Regions from separate parts of the Capra hircus genome. Here region 2 is linked to region 1. A link is a contact called in public Hi-C data. All regions are on one chromosome and are shown on one strand. The core of a region is the stretch at or near the end of the contact, and the rest is flanking DNA. Distances in the headings are between cores, read along the strand shown. Region 1 overlaps RPRD1B (regulation of nuclear pre-mRNA domain containing 1B). Region 2 overlaps KIAA1755.

Region 1 (7,600 bases), core at 793-3,292:
TCCCTCCCAGCATCAGAGTCTTTTCCAATGAGTCAACTATTCGCATGAGGTGGCCAAAGTACTGGAGTTTCAGCTTTAGCATCATTCCTTCCAAAGAACACCCAGGACTGATCTTTAGAATGGACTGGTTGGATCTCCTTTCAGTTCGAGGGACTCAAGAGTCTTTTCCAACACCACAGTTCAAAAGCATCAGTTCTTTGGCGCTCAGCATTCTTTACAGTCCAACTCTCACATACGTGACCACTGGAAAGGACTTACATGGCTTTTAAAAAGTATTTATTTATTTTGATTTTTAATTATGGTGAAATACACCTAACAAAACTTGCCATCTTAACCATTCTGAAGTGTGCCATTCAGAAGAGCTGAGTACATTCACGTTGTACAGCCAATTTCTGGGACTCATTCCATCTTGCAGAACTGAAACTGTCTATCATTAAAGTAACAATTCACTGTCCCCATCCACCCCCCAGCTCCTGGCAGCCGTCACTCACAATTGTATGTGGCTGGACAAAACAAATGATAAACATTGGCTAACTTCTCTTCCTATTTCTGTGGATGAGCATGCTGTTTTCTAAAGCAGCCCATTAGCCTAGTAAGCCTGTTTCTTCTTACCCACCCAAGGGCACGTTCCAGCAATTTTCCCCTTTTCTCCTGCATCTCCAGTCCCTCCCCCGCCCCCGCCCCACTGGGTCATTCTCCATAGCATAAAAATACATATTTTTTTCCCATGTGGAAAATTTTTTTTTCTTGGCCTGGTACATTCCTCTGGCTATTGTCTCCTTGCTCTGTTGTGTAGCTGAACATTCTAAATAGATGGCATATACTCATCTGTCTCTATTCTCCCCGCTCCCCCTTTTGGTTTCACTTCACTTACTGCTCTTATCAGTGTTGGCTGATGACTTCCATGTTGCTAAATTCAGTGGTGAATGTTTTCTGCCCATTGTGTGTGGTGCAGAGTATAAAAAGAGACAAAGTTTCTGACATAGACATCAGAAGGGGGATGGAGAGTGCCCCCCTCACTAGTCTTATCAAGGCCTTATATATTTTTGCCCATTCTTAATTTGGCCCAGTTGATCATTTCTTCTTCCTAAAAATACTTTCTCACTTGGTGTGGTAGGCAGAATAATGGTCTTCCCCAAATGTCCATGTTCTGATCCTTAGAGCCTGCAAATATATTGTCTTACATAGAAAAAGGGACTTTGTGGATGTGGTTGAGTAAAGAATCTTGCGGCGGGGAGGTTATTCTCCTGGGTTAGTCGAGTGGGCCGGGTCCTTGGAAGAGCAAGGAGAGCAGGAGTAAGAGATGTGACTGGGGAAGCAGAAGTTGGAGGGATGCATTTTGAAGATAGAGGAAAGGGCCATGATGATAAATGTCAAGATAGTACGTTTGTGTTGTTCTAAGCCACCAGGTTTCTGATGCTGTGTTACTGGCGGCAGGGGGAAGCTGGGACGGCGTATGTTCTGGCCTTCCTCTCTAACCTCGTGTCTTTTCAGGCTCCTTTGTTGATTTCTTCCCTTCTTCTCCTCTTAATTTTGAATAAATTAGCTCTCTTCCCTAGTTAGTTTCACTGACATTTCCTTTCATCCTGTTTGATGACTTTAAATAACAATTTTTGTGCTAATGATCCCCTAGTTTACATCTCTAGGGTTGACCTCTTCCTTGAACTTGAGACCCATACATCCAGCCTCTTGCTCTGAGTGTTACTGAGTTGGATATCCTGAAAGACATTTCAGACTTGACCTGCCTCAAACCAGACTCCTCTTCCCTCCAAATTTGTCTCATGGTCTTCCCTATCTCAGTAGATGACCCTCTCATCATTCCTGTTGATCTGAACTACTGCTTGAACCTGACACCTGTTACCACCTCCGCTGCTGCCGCCTAGTGGGAGTCTCCACCATCTTCACTCGAATTATCCCAGTAGCTTCCTGTCTGCTCTCCCTGCTGCCTCTTGTCCCCCAGTCATCCGTCTGTCTTCAACATAGTAACCAGAGTGATCCACTAAAATAGAAGTTGGATCATGCCCCACTCTGCTCAGAACACTCTAGTCATGTGGGCTTCTTGCCAAGCACTCTCCAAGGGCCCTTGTACTTGACTGTTTCTTCTGCCTGGAATGATCTTCCCCAGATGGTCACATGACTTGTTCTCTCACCACCTCCTTCCAAATGCTTTGCCTTTTTGTTCTCAAGAGTTATCTTCAGCTGGTAAATAAGTAAAATATAGTGTATTATTTATTTCTCTTCCTCCCTGAGAATGTAAACTTGAAGGCAGAAAGTTTTGGTCTTTTGTGTTACTAGAACAGCGTTGGACACACAATAGCAGTCCACATATATGTCAGGCTGCTTGGAAGGGTTGGGGTATGAAAGTCTGACTGGAGTGAGTTTAGTGACCTGGTAGGAGAGAGGGTGGGGACCACGAGGAGAGACAGCTCCGTCGAGTAGCTCCGCTGTAAAAGGAGCAGGCATGTGGCACGGTAGCTGGGGAGTGACCCATGGTCAGAAGGTAGAGCAGTGTGTGCGCTAGTGGGAATGCTTCCGGAGGGAGAGACGGCTGGGGACACACAGGTGACGGTCCCAGACACTTGGGTCTTGGAGGAAGCAGATGGGGTGCCCATGTGTAAGTGACTGAAAGAGGCACACAGCGCTTGTCTGTGGACTTGGGAGGGCAGAGCATTTGAGGGTAGCCACTGGTGAGTTCCCCAAAGTGAGCATCTCACTGCTACATTTCAACTGCATTTTTTTCTTTGGCTCATAAAACTATCACAGGTTCTTTTTCTGGGTTGTAATTATTTGTGTGAATGAATTATTTCCCTTGTACAACTTCGTGGAGTGTGAGAATTGATTTTTTTTTTTTTAATCTCAAAAAGTAGTGTTTTACTTGTCATTTTCTGCCACAGGCCCTGAAACATTTTAATGAAATTAACCATTACAAAAATAGTTTAGCAGTGACGAAGGTAACCAACCTAACGACCCCAGCAGCTTGTTCCTAGACTGTGCCACCGGTCTAGAAGAATAAGTTTTGCTGTCCTCTTTACCCTCGGTGACTGAAACTGTCTCTCTCCTTTGTTTTTTCTTTGGCTCACTCCTCCTCCACCAAGAACATCCTGTTGTTTCCTTGTCCCGGGGGAGCCTAGAAGTACCTGATCTTTGGCATCAGGCCTAATTTGGAATCCCTCAACAGTTCACCTTCCAGTATTCATGTTGAGGCAGCATCTAATAGTCAGGCACTGTTTGCCAGAGAAACTCTGTGGGGAATTCTTAAATCTGGGTTACCTATGATTGTGCTGAACTCTCTCACCTTGACCGCCTGTATTCAGAGGAAGCAACAAATCTGTATCACTGACACTCACTTTCAGCTTATCCCATGGAACTACTGGCGTCTCTAGTGCTTTGTTTCAAAGCACCGAACTCTCTTGATCCTTTAAAGCCTTTTTAGCTATGACAAACCTAGACAGCATATTAAAAAGCAGAGACATCACTTTGCCAAGTCCGTATAGTCAAAGCTGTGCTTTTTTAGTTGTCGTGTACTAATGTGAGAGTTGGGCCATAAAGAAGGCTAAGTGCCAAAGAATTGATGCTTTTGAATTGTATTGGAGAAGACTCTTGAGAGTCCCTTTTACAGCAAGGAGATCAAACCAGTCAACCCCAAATATTCATTGGAAGGACTGATGCTAAAGCTTCAGTACTATCAGCCACCTGATGTGAAGAGCTGACTTATTGAAAAAGATCCTGATGCTGGGAAAGATTAAAGGCAGGAGGAGAAGGGGGCGACAGAGAATGAGATGGTCGGATGGCATCACCGACTCAATGGACATGAGTTTGAGCAAAATCAGGGAGATAGTGAAGGACAGGGAAGCCTAGCGTGCTGCAGTCCATGGGGTTGCAAAGAGTTGGGCACGACTTAGCAGCTGAACAACAGCAACAGCAACATACATACTTAAGTGTTAACCTCACCGTCCCCACACGTAATTAAGTACATCAGATTTTTAAAATACAAATCATCCTTTGTCTTTTCTTACTTCTGAGGTTGAGTGTGGTTCACCACTTTTTCCCAAGGACACCCTTTCTTATACTTTGATTCTTCTGCAGTTTCTTCCCCAATGAGTTGCAACCCATTAATTAGGCCTGAAGTCAGTCTGGTAGATAATAACCAAGCTTTTTCTTTTTTTTTTTTAAATGAGATGGCAGATAGAATGCTCTGTACACACTGAAGGAAATATTGTCTAATAAAACTTTGGTTTCTTTTTTAATATATATTTATATAAAGTGTATTTCTTAGCATGGGTCACATTCAAAAGCATTTAAAAGCTTCTGTCTTATCAGACTCTATATTTTGCTGAACAAGAGGTTTAATGCTTACAGAGATTAAGAAATATAATCTTACAGGTCCATTTTATTTACTTTTAATCAAGCTTTTCTTTTTTTGTCTATTGAATTTGTTATAATGTTGCTTCTGTTTTATGTTTTGGTTTTTTGGCCATGAGGCGTGTGGAATCTTGGCTTTCCAACCAGGGATCGAACCCACACCCCCTACGTTGAAAGGTGAAGTCTTAACCACTGGACCACCAGGGAAGTCCCTATAGGTCCATTTTAAAGCGATGGTTTTGAGTCCACAGCTCCTCAGCAAAGCCCACGATACTGAATCTGTTGTGTAGCTTTTATTGTCTTAGTTTTCACACTCAAGAAATGGGTGCTTACTTTGTATTTCAGATGGATATGCAAAGAATATTTAATGATGTAATATGAAGAAAGCAGTTTTGAAATTTTCAGAGATGGGGAAATATTGTTTCACATATGACTGTAAATCTCTCTGTTTATTTGTAGAGCTTTTGTAGGAATAGGCATTTTGAAGTTCTTTGTCAGATTCACCTCTTTGTACAATTGTCTCATTTCAGAAAGTTCAGAAAGGTCCCATTTTGTTGACAGGAGTAAGTACCTTTGATTTATTTTGCCAGCCAGTCCATTGTGTACAGGTTCCAGCCTATTCTTGGACTTGGGTGTTAGGGGAGAAACTGCTAACCTCCCCCAGAAGTCTTTGCAATTATGCCTGTGTCATTATTTATTGTCTCTCTCTTTTTGGTCTCGCTTGTATTTAGACAAAGAGGCAGCTGAACGTCTTTCAAAAACAGTAGATGAAGCATGTCTGTTACTAGCCGAATATAATGGGCGCTTGGCGGCGGAGCTGGAAGACCGACGCCAGCTGGCTCGGATGTTGGTGGAGTACACCCAGAACCAGAAAGACGTTTTGTCAGAAAAGGAGAAAAAACTGGAAGTGAGTACATGGCAAGGCAGACCCAAACTCCCCAAGTTTACCTTCCTGGAGCCCACATTAGGAGGGTTTTATTATGCCTTAATTAGCACATTTTTTTCTTTAAAACATTCATGAGATGAGAACATCCATCAGATACTGTAATGATTTAAACGAAGTCGAAAATTGAAGTCATGTTTTTTATATGTCCAGGAAAGAACAAAGTGGAATGCAGAAAGCAAGCAATGAAGTCTTAAATCACAGCATTTAGGATCTCATTGCTTTAGTTTGAACTCATATTTCAAGAAAAACAATTGTAGATTGAGGTTTGAGAAGAATAGGCATTCAGCACAGCCAAGGAATGATTGCATTTGGGAAATGCTTAAAACTTTCTTTTGAATTATATTGAGATTTATTTCCAACTTATATCCTTACTAAGGCCAATAAGTAGTGTGCTTCCAAGCTCTGTCTGCAGTCTGTTCTAGAATTTCACATAAACCTAATAATGTTTGTGGAGCCCAGTTCTCAAACTGTTGAGAAGGAGCTGATTTTTACCCTGAGTTGACATTGTCTGAATGCCCTTGGAGAGCGGCTCCAGAACTAGTTTCTCTCCATGCATTTGTCTGGCTTAATTAAATACCTGGTGGTTTATCTCAGTCCTTTGATAACTGAACCAGCAGTTTGGATATCTGGGAACTTTTGCTTGCATCCTGCAGCTAAGCTTCCTTTTAAGGAATGTCTGCCCTTCTTTTTTTCAAAGATATATAGAGAAGAGTTGCAACCAGTGGCTTGGGAAGGGAAGACAGTTTTGAGTTGAAGAATTAGTCACTTCTTACAGGAAACAAGAGTAGATCAAGGAGGGAGGGGATTGTCCCCATTTGCCAACCCTGCACTCAAGAAACACTCTCTCTGGCCCAGAGGGACGGAAAGTGAGCTAGCCCTGAGGCTGCCATGATTATGTTTGCCTTTCAGCACGGTCATTTGACTTGTGCAGGGAAATGAAAGATGGCAATTCTTCCCATGTCGTTACTGCAATGATTACGAGAGCTGTGATGGGCAGTGTTAGTGGGAACTTCATATTCCTAGCCAGCTTGAAAGTGGAAGATGGGAAAGAGATATAAAAATAGTATGGCTTAGATTTAGAAATCAACACTGACCAGAAATCCTAAAGGGAGTTTCATAGGCAGTACCAGACGGTCATTTATCTGAAATGCTCATCTTTCACTGAGGAAGCATTTTCAGCCCTGTGCCCCGGGACTAATAAGAGAGTGTAATTAATGATTCTGGTTGTAAGTCACCATACCATCTGTTGAACTGCCCCTTGGCGACGCATTAAGGGCTTTCTCTGATCTGTCAGACATTGATTATCACGAGCAGCTGCTGTTGGGTGGAACGTGGCAGGCTACCATAGAGGACAGTCTTTGAGAAGGAGATTGGGTTGGTAGAGTGAGTTAACTCTTTGTTCGTCTCCTTTCCTCATGGTTGCACTTTCCTCCCTATGTTTCTTCTGGGGGAATCTTCCTGGTTTCTGATGAACCAATGATTTGCTAAATGCCCCAGGAGGTCATTAAGGCAGAAATGGATCGGAGATTTGGATCCGTTTTGTTGCTTTCCAGCCCCAATTTTTTTACTGACTTGGGCATTGGAATTCCATCGCTTTAAGAATCAGAACAGGTATGTCCCATCACCCGAAAGTGTAGATTCTGAACTCCCAGTTCTTATCCCAAGCCATGTCTGTCAGCCATACGAGTGAAAACTATTCATTGTAAAAATGGAGCTAAATTTGCTACATTTTAAAAAAGCAAACTTAGATATAAGATGTTGAGAGATGGTTTTCATTCTTTATCCATGTTTGCTAAAAATATGAACAGTCTGCTCCCTAGAATCTGAGATTTTTTTTCTCATATCCCATAATAGAGTGATCTTAATTCCATTATATCTTTATGGTGATGATAAAACTTAATAAGTATGTGCCACTTGAAAGACACATTATTACTATGATTTCTTCTAAATCTTCCAAACGTGTCTTACTGATAGGGACAGTACATAAAGTATATGTATTTTTTTAACATTTTTTTTTTTAACATTACCAGTCCTTGTTTTAAAACTGCCACATCAGAAGAGTAATGAAATCTGCTTTTATTTTTTAATCTTTTCATTGCCATCAGTGTATGAACATGGAATTCTTAGACCTCTGGAAATGTAGTTACTTGCTTGAGAGTCTTTTTCTTCCCAGAGTTCTAATTTGATAACACATAACATTTTTTTCTACAGGTTTATATCTTCCTTATATAATAAGTGTACCTCTTTATTCTTTCACTTGAGAATTTTATCTTAGATTCTCAGTGTCTCCTG
Region 2 (7,150 bases), core at 814-3,313, 160 kb after region 1:
AAGCTTCCGTCCTTGGGGGTCAGCACTTGCAGGCACTGGCTTCCTTCCTGCTCCATCCAGTGGCTGACCTGGAGCAGGGAGGGAGGTTTGGATGTGAGGGACTACTGAGGAAACATCCCTTGGCCAGCCTCCTGCTTTCGTGAGAGGCTGAGGTCTTATCCTCAGTCATTTGGGGGCCCACTGACCTGGCCTGAAACACCCCCCTATAATTCTGGAGACATGAGGATTCAATGAGGGACAGATGGGGTAAAATGGCTCTCGATCCCACGAGTCCTCTTTATATTCTGGGGTGTCCTAAAGGGCACATACTCACCTACTTTATCCTCACAAAGTCCCATGTGGCCACTAATTTTATCCCTCATTTAACAGATGAGGAAACCTAGGCACTGAATAATTAAGTACCTTGTCTAGATCACACCACTAGTAAGTGCTGGAGCCGGTACTGGAACCCAAGCCGTCTGGCTCCAGGCACCCTGTGCTCCACGACCCCGAGCATGCAGGGAGGTGGTGGCTCTAGGCACCGGCATTTGGACAGGATGGTGCCCAGTGTGCGCTCCAGGATCAGACCCCCAGGTGTGCGACAAGGGCAGGTGACGTAACGTCTCCCAGACTCCGTTTCCTCATCAGTGAGTAGGCGAAATCCTAAAGTCTTGCCTATGTCGCTGGTAAGGGATGAGGTTGAAAAGTGGTGATGGTCACAAAGGCTCCAGCCCAGGGCTTGGGGCAAAGCTGGTATTTAAGAAATGCAGCTTCTGGGGGGCTCCCTGATGGCTCACCGGTAAAGAAACTCCCTGCCAATGCAGGAGACACAGGTTTGATCCCTGGTTGGGGAAGATCCCATGTGCTTCAGAGCAACGAAGCCTGTGCATCACAACTAATGAGCCTGTGCTTTAGAGCCTAGGAGCTGCAACTACTGAGCCCAGCAAACCTAGAACCAGCAATAGGAGAAGCCACCATCATGAGACGCCTGTGCATCGTAACTAGAGTAGCTCCCGCTCGCCGCAACTGGAGAAAAACCCGTGCACAGCCATAAATAAACAAATATACAAAATTATATACATAAAATAAAAGTAGCATCTCGAGCTATGTCCTCAGTCACCAAGCACCCTTACGGAGTGCATGTCGTGTGCTCCAAGAACCCCTACCTGGCTCTCCAAGAAATGCCAACCTGGTATCTTTATACCAGAGCAAAGCGCCTGGCTGGGGCAGGGCCTGGAGCGGCAGGAGCCCCACTTCCACCCTCAGGTCCCTGGGCCAGCCTCCTCCTTCCCCTCTCTCACCTGGTGGATGGCAGCTTCCAGGCGGCCCAGACGGACACGGAGCTCCAGCCTTCTCAGGAGGTGGTTGGACACAGTGGCCAGGATGTGCAGCTGCTCATCCACAAGGCTGTAGAGGGCGGCAGCTTCGGCCAGATGGCTCCTGGGAAGCCACGGAGGGTGAGAAAAACCCAAGATGTTGATCCCTTGGCCCCCACTCCCTGCACTCCTGCCCAGCATAGGCCTGCCTCCCTAACTCCCTTCAACTCTGTGGCCTTGGCCTGGGTGCTTCAGCTGCTGACTTGCTGTGTGACCTTGGGCAGGTCCCCACACCTCTCTGGGCCTCAGCCTCGGCCTTCCGGGGGACTGGGAGGACCAGAGGCCACAGCAGGAAACCAAATGACCCTGTCTTTCCCTAGGAAGGTAGGAGCCGAGCTGGACAGATCTGGGTTCACACCCCAGGCCTGCTACCTTCCAGTAAGAGGAGCTTATGTAAATTCCTCACCCTTTCCGCATCTCCGTTTCTGTAACAGAACCCACTTCACAAGGTGGTTGCACCCTCCTCTGCCCTAGCGATCCTTTAGAAGGAAAAAGTAAAAGAGGAGAGGGAAGGAGAGTCCATTTTCCTGGAGGGAGCCTCATCTGACCGCACCTTCCCACGGGTCACTGCCTTTCCAGGGAATGGGTGAGCGCCCCGGGTGAGTGAACAGGATGGAAAATGCCAGGCTGTCTGGCAAAGGGCGGGAGGAAGCTGGGGACAGGCAGGAGCTGCAGAACCAACACGCAGAGTGGCTCACGTGGGACCACAGCGCCCCCTCGTGGAACTGCTGGTGGCCAGCGGTCTGGATGGGCCTATGGCGAAACAAAGGGGCCCTGGAGCCCAACCAGTCAGGCAGCGGCGTCCTGGGAAAGGCAGTGCCAGCCCCACCAGGCCATGTGAGGGGCAGGGAGATGACTCCACCTCCAGGAGCTGCTGTCCAGCGCTCACATCTGCATGAATCTGTCTGTGGGCACAGTTCAGGGTGGTGTGTTCAAGATTCTGGGCCAGGCTGCCTGGGTTTAAGTCCTGGCTGCATGACCTTGGGCAAGTCACTTATCCTCTCTCCGAGCTTCAGGCTCTTCCACTGTAAAATGAGGACGGTACTAGGATCCACTTTGTGGGTGGGAATTAAACATGTTGACATTCTTGAGGCCCTTAGAACAATGCTGTGCTCATACTAAGTGCTATTTGGGGTTGGTTAAATAACCAAAACATTCTTGGAAGATTACGCAAACTTTGTAATTGTGCTCATTCTAACAGAGACAAAATTTTTACAATTGCTGGCTGATTTAATTGCTGATTTGCACCCCACCCCATCCCTAACTTTAAGAAAATTGGTACTTTCTAGGAATGTGCACTGTTCGCTCTGTGGTTCTGAGACCGTGAAGTTCTCTCAGGCCCCTGCCAGGGAAGGCAGGGCAGTTCAGGGGTTAGTGTTCACAAAGCCTGGCTCTTACTTCCCTTCGCTCAGCCTCAGCATCCATCAGCCACATCACCCACATCATCCATTTAGGAGGATGTGGGCCTCATGTAATCTTAGGAAAAAGAGACAAGCTCTTGAAGGCCCTCAGCCCAGGGTTTAGGTCAAAGATGGTGCTTGGTTGATGATGGTCACCGGAAGCGGGGGAGCTTGTCCTCCAATGTCTGGGCTTAGGAGGGTCACAAAGAAGGGACTTGCCAAGGTAGAAGCCTCAGCTTGGGGTATGGGCACTGCAAACACCCCATCCCAGACATCCTCAGAGCCCACCCTATGTGTCCCCTCAGCAAAGTGGCCCCAGCTCTGGGTCCCAGCCTGGGGAACAAGATGCAGTAGGGGTGGAAAAGCCTGGTGCCCATACCTGACGTCCGGGTTGAAGTTCAGCCTGCTGCCCTCCTGTCTCAGCCTGGCCAGGGTGGCTCCGCCTTCCCGCTGGAGGCTCATCAGGCCTGGGTCCCTTAGCACGGCCTCCATCAGCTCCTTGGACTTGTTCAGACACCTGGAGGCCTCCTGCCAGGGTAGGGAAGTAGCCTGAGGCTCAGTTCCCACTCTCCTATAACCTTCCAGGGCTCCCCACTCCCTGATTCTGCCTGACTCCCCTTGAATACCCAACTGGTATTCAAGGTCTTACGGAAAGTCCATCCTTTCTATCTCTAAAACATCTCCTCAAACCAAGCTTCCTCTCATCACCATGGCAACCTCACTGGTCCAAGCACCATCATCTCTTTCTGGGACATCCATCCCAGGGCTCCGCTGATTTCCCCACAGCACCCTGGCTCCCTCTGTAGTCTGTTCTCTGTATGGCAACCAGACAGATCTCAAAGGGCCCATTTGATCATCCCACTGCTGCTTAGAACTGTCCAGCGGCTTCCCTTTCCATTTAGAATCAAATCCCAACTCAGCTTCTCCCTGATACAGTTGTGGACCTAGCAGGTCTCCTCCTTTTCCCCTACTTTGTTCCACACTGGCCTCCTTGCTCAAATATACCAAGCACAGCCCCACCTCAGGGCTTTGAACATGATTGCCCTCCACCTGGAGCACAGTCCTGTTCCTGTTCCCAGGGTTCCATCTCATCCTTCAAGGCTCAGCTTCAATACCCTCCTTCCCCATTACTCTCAATCTTACTTTCACAGCCTTTAGCATCACTTGTAGTGAAATGTCCATTTCTATTTACTTTTTTTTTTTTTTAATGACCTCTCACACTGCACCATGAGCCCCATGAAGGCAGGGACAAGTCGATCTGCCCCAGGCTGGGTCTCCAGGGCATGACACATAGTAACTGTCCAGTAAATATCAGCTGAATGAATCAATGAAAACAAAGCCCCTTCACTGAGCCCTTGGTCCATGGAATCCGGGGTGTGTTGTGGTTTCCCCACTTCTGGCCCCTGGCTCACCTGCACCCCTCCAGGGGGCTCACCCTTCTCAAACTCCTCGATGGAAGCCTTTAGCAGGCAGGAGGCCTGGCGAAGGTCAACAAGGAAAGGATCCAGCTTCTGCAGGACAGGAGGCCCAGAGTGGGGGTGTCAGCCTGCGAAGAGGACACCACTCCCCTCCACCCACCAGGAGGACATGCAGGCTGGTGGTTCTCAAACGTTAGCTGCATCAGAATCACCTGGAAAGCCAGTTAAAATCCAGGCTGCAGGACTTTCCTGGTGGGCCAGTGGTTAAGACTTTGCCTTCCAATGCAGGGGATGCAGGTCTGTCTGATCCTTGGTCGAGGAGTTAAGATTCTACATGCCTCTCGGCCAAAAAACCAAAATGTAAACTAGAAGAAATACTGTGACAAATTCAATAAAGAATCTTAAAATGGTCCACATCAAGAGAATTATTATTTTTTTAATCCAGGCGGTTGAGCCCTCCCCCCAAGTTTCTGGTTTAGTTTTTCTGGGGTGGGTCATGAGAGCGCACATTTCTAACAGGTTCCCAGGTGAGGCTGATGCTGCTGGTCCAGGGACCACAGTTTGAGAACCACTCATGCTGGAAATGAGAGGGAAAAAGACAGAGGACAGGTCTGACCTACTCCCAGGCCACTGGGGTATAGTGGGGGAGGGAACAGTAGGAGGGGTGAGATGGCAGGGTTGGAGGCCATCTTCTCTGGGTCCCACTTCAGCCTGGCTTTACCACTTGCTAGCTATGAGGCCTTGGGCAAGGTTCTTAACCTTTCTGTGCCTCCACTTCCTCTATAAAATGGGAGCACAGTAGTTCCTGCCCTAGAGGCTTGTGTGAAGACTAAATGGGTTTTTTGGTGCCAGGCACTTAGAATAGCATCCTTAGTCATCTTCATTATCAGCTTTATGAAAGTGAAAATGCTAATCGCTCAGTGTGTACAACTGTTTGCGACCCCATGGACTGTAGCCCACCAGGCTCCTCGCTCTTTGGGATTCTCCAGGCAAGAATACTGAAGGCCATTCCCTTCTCCAGGGGATCTTCCTGACCCAGGGATCAAACCCAGGTCTCCTGCATTGCAGGCAGATTCTTTACCATCTGAGTGACCAGGGAAGCCTCTATAGGCTGGGTCTATAGGTAAGATTCTATTTAAAGGGAAGGCATTAAAGCAAAAATATAGTTTAAAAGCCCCTGGAGGAACTGGAGATCTCTGGAGAGGGGAACTGGGGGCCTGCGGGACGAGTAGGGTAAGAGATTTTTCAGTTTATACACTTCTGTACTAATTGAATTTTGAATGTATGGTCTGTTTGAAAATAGATTCAATTAAAAAGAAGAGCGCGGGCCAAAACCAAACAAGCAAACGGCCATGTGAGACTAGAGACTGGTGGTTCTCAGTGGGGATGGTCTCCCACGCCAGGGGACACCTGGTGATGTCTGGAGACAGTTTCGGTTGTCATCATTTGGAGGAAGCTATTGTCAGAGTGGGTAGGGTCCAGGGCTGGTACTAATCTCTTGACAGTGTGCAAACAGCTCACCCCCAAAATGAATTATCCAGCTCCAAATAGGATTAGTGCTGAAGTCGAGCTGCCCCGGGCCCAGCTCTCAGCACTGGTTCTCGGGAGGTTTAAGCGCATAAGCACCTGTGTGCTGCTGCAGAAGTCGTGCCCATCCTGTGCTTCCTCATGTGCTAAACCGGGCAGGAGATGCCCCCTTGCAGGGTTGGGGTGAGTAGGGACTGAGGTCACATGGGAAAGCAGCAGACCCCTGGCAGTTTCCTTAGTTCCTCTCTCTTACAGGAGGGAGCACGCCTGCCTCCCCCACCAGATCCCAAGTTCCCCGAGATTTGTGCGTCCACAAAGCAGATGCCTGTAAATGTGTTTGCAGGAAACACTCCCATCACTCTTAGCATGTGGCAGACACTCTTTCTTCTAAGCTCTTTACCCCAAGTCTCACACTAGCCCCAGGAGGAGGTACTCTTCTTAACCCCCATTCTGTTATTGAGGAAAAGGGCTCAGAGAAGGTGTATAACTTCCCCAAGGTCACACAGCAGAGCTGGGGGTGGGAGCCAGGCCGTCGGGCCCCAGAGCCTGAGCTCTTCTTCACTCCACTCTGCACCCTCATTATCAGTGTTTGTTGAATGACTGTTTTTGAACCAGATAAGTTCAGGTGGGTCCATGGAACAGGATAGAGAGTAGAGAAAGAGAAGGGATGAGGGTGCGGGCTGAAGGCTGTGATGATAGACACCTGGAAGAATTGCACCCACTCGCCATGACAGTAGGGGAAGGGGCCTTCCAGGGCCGTAGGGAGCTGGCTGGGGTCCACGTGGTGGCTCAGGGCCTTCAGTGAGGTCAGCACCTCTACCTGCAGACACACACACACAAAAATTCATTCTGACCAGGGAACTCAATGTAGAGACCAATGTCTCAGAAGGTCCTGCCCAGATCCATGCCCCAGCATTTCTCCACCTCCCATGGGTAAGACTGCCCCTGGCTTGAAGAGTTACTTTCTGGGCAAGGAATTTTCTCTGGAAACTCTGATAAATCAAAGTTGAGAGCCAGACCCTGTGTAAGGAATTGCAAACAAACAGCGCCCATACTGCCACTCTCCTAGCCTGTGATGGAGGCAGACATCATTAATTGATCACGGCACTCCTTCCCTCTGCGCTGGGCTCTTTCCAGCACAGTTGTCCAGGCAATCACATGAACCGATTAAAGCTGGCCCTTGTGCAACTTTTCTGCTGTCCTTGTACCTTCTGGAGACCCATGAAGATGTTCTTGGGGACGTTGAGAAAGGTTGCCAAATCTTAACAGTACCCACTAAGATGTGGAGAAGGGACTAGTTGACTGATTCTCCCAGGTGGTGAAGCTTGAGGCTTATGGTACAAACAGCTCCAGATACCTAAGCTTGGGATGGGGAGAATTCTGTGGGGTTCTGGAGCCCACTTTTCATCCCTGGTTTTTCAAGTGGGCTCCACGGACCAGCAGTCCCAGC

What was found. Hi-C and Micro-C count contacts between places; a contact is called where the count stands out from the background.
Region 2: a Hi-C map of blood shows a contact between it and region 1, with 2.8 times the contacts expected there. The contact joins two enhancer-like sites. A contact is called at or near these places in 4 of 5 Hi-C or Micro-C datasets (blood and liver).

The regions. Positions count from the first base shown.
Region 1 is chr13:66,501,374-66,508,973 of ARS1.2, forward strand. It overlaps RPRD1B (regulation of nuclear pre-mRNA domain containing 1B), which reads left to right. Exons shown (of 7, transcript NM_001319277.1): 6 at 5,094-5,269. Among named protein-coding and RNA genes, the nearest start is that of RPRD1B, 29 kb to the left of the region's middle. Within about 2 kb of position 2,043, at least 2 of the 5 cell types and tissues checked have an H3K27ac peak or open chromatin away from gene starts, as enhancers often do.
Region 2 is chr13:66,659,763-66,666,912 of ARS1.2, forward strand. KIAA1755 reads right to left here. Exons shown (of 13, transcript XM_018057849.1): 8 at 4,168-4,266; 9 at 3,135-3,283; 10 at 1,281-1,419; 11 at 1-68. Among named protein-coding and RNA genes, the nearest start is that of KIAA1755, 30 kb to the right of the region's middle. Within about 2 kb of position 2,064, at least 2 of the 5 cell types and tissues checked have an H3K27ac peak or open chromatin away from gene starts, as enhancers often do.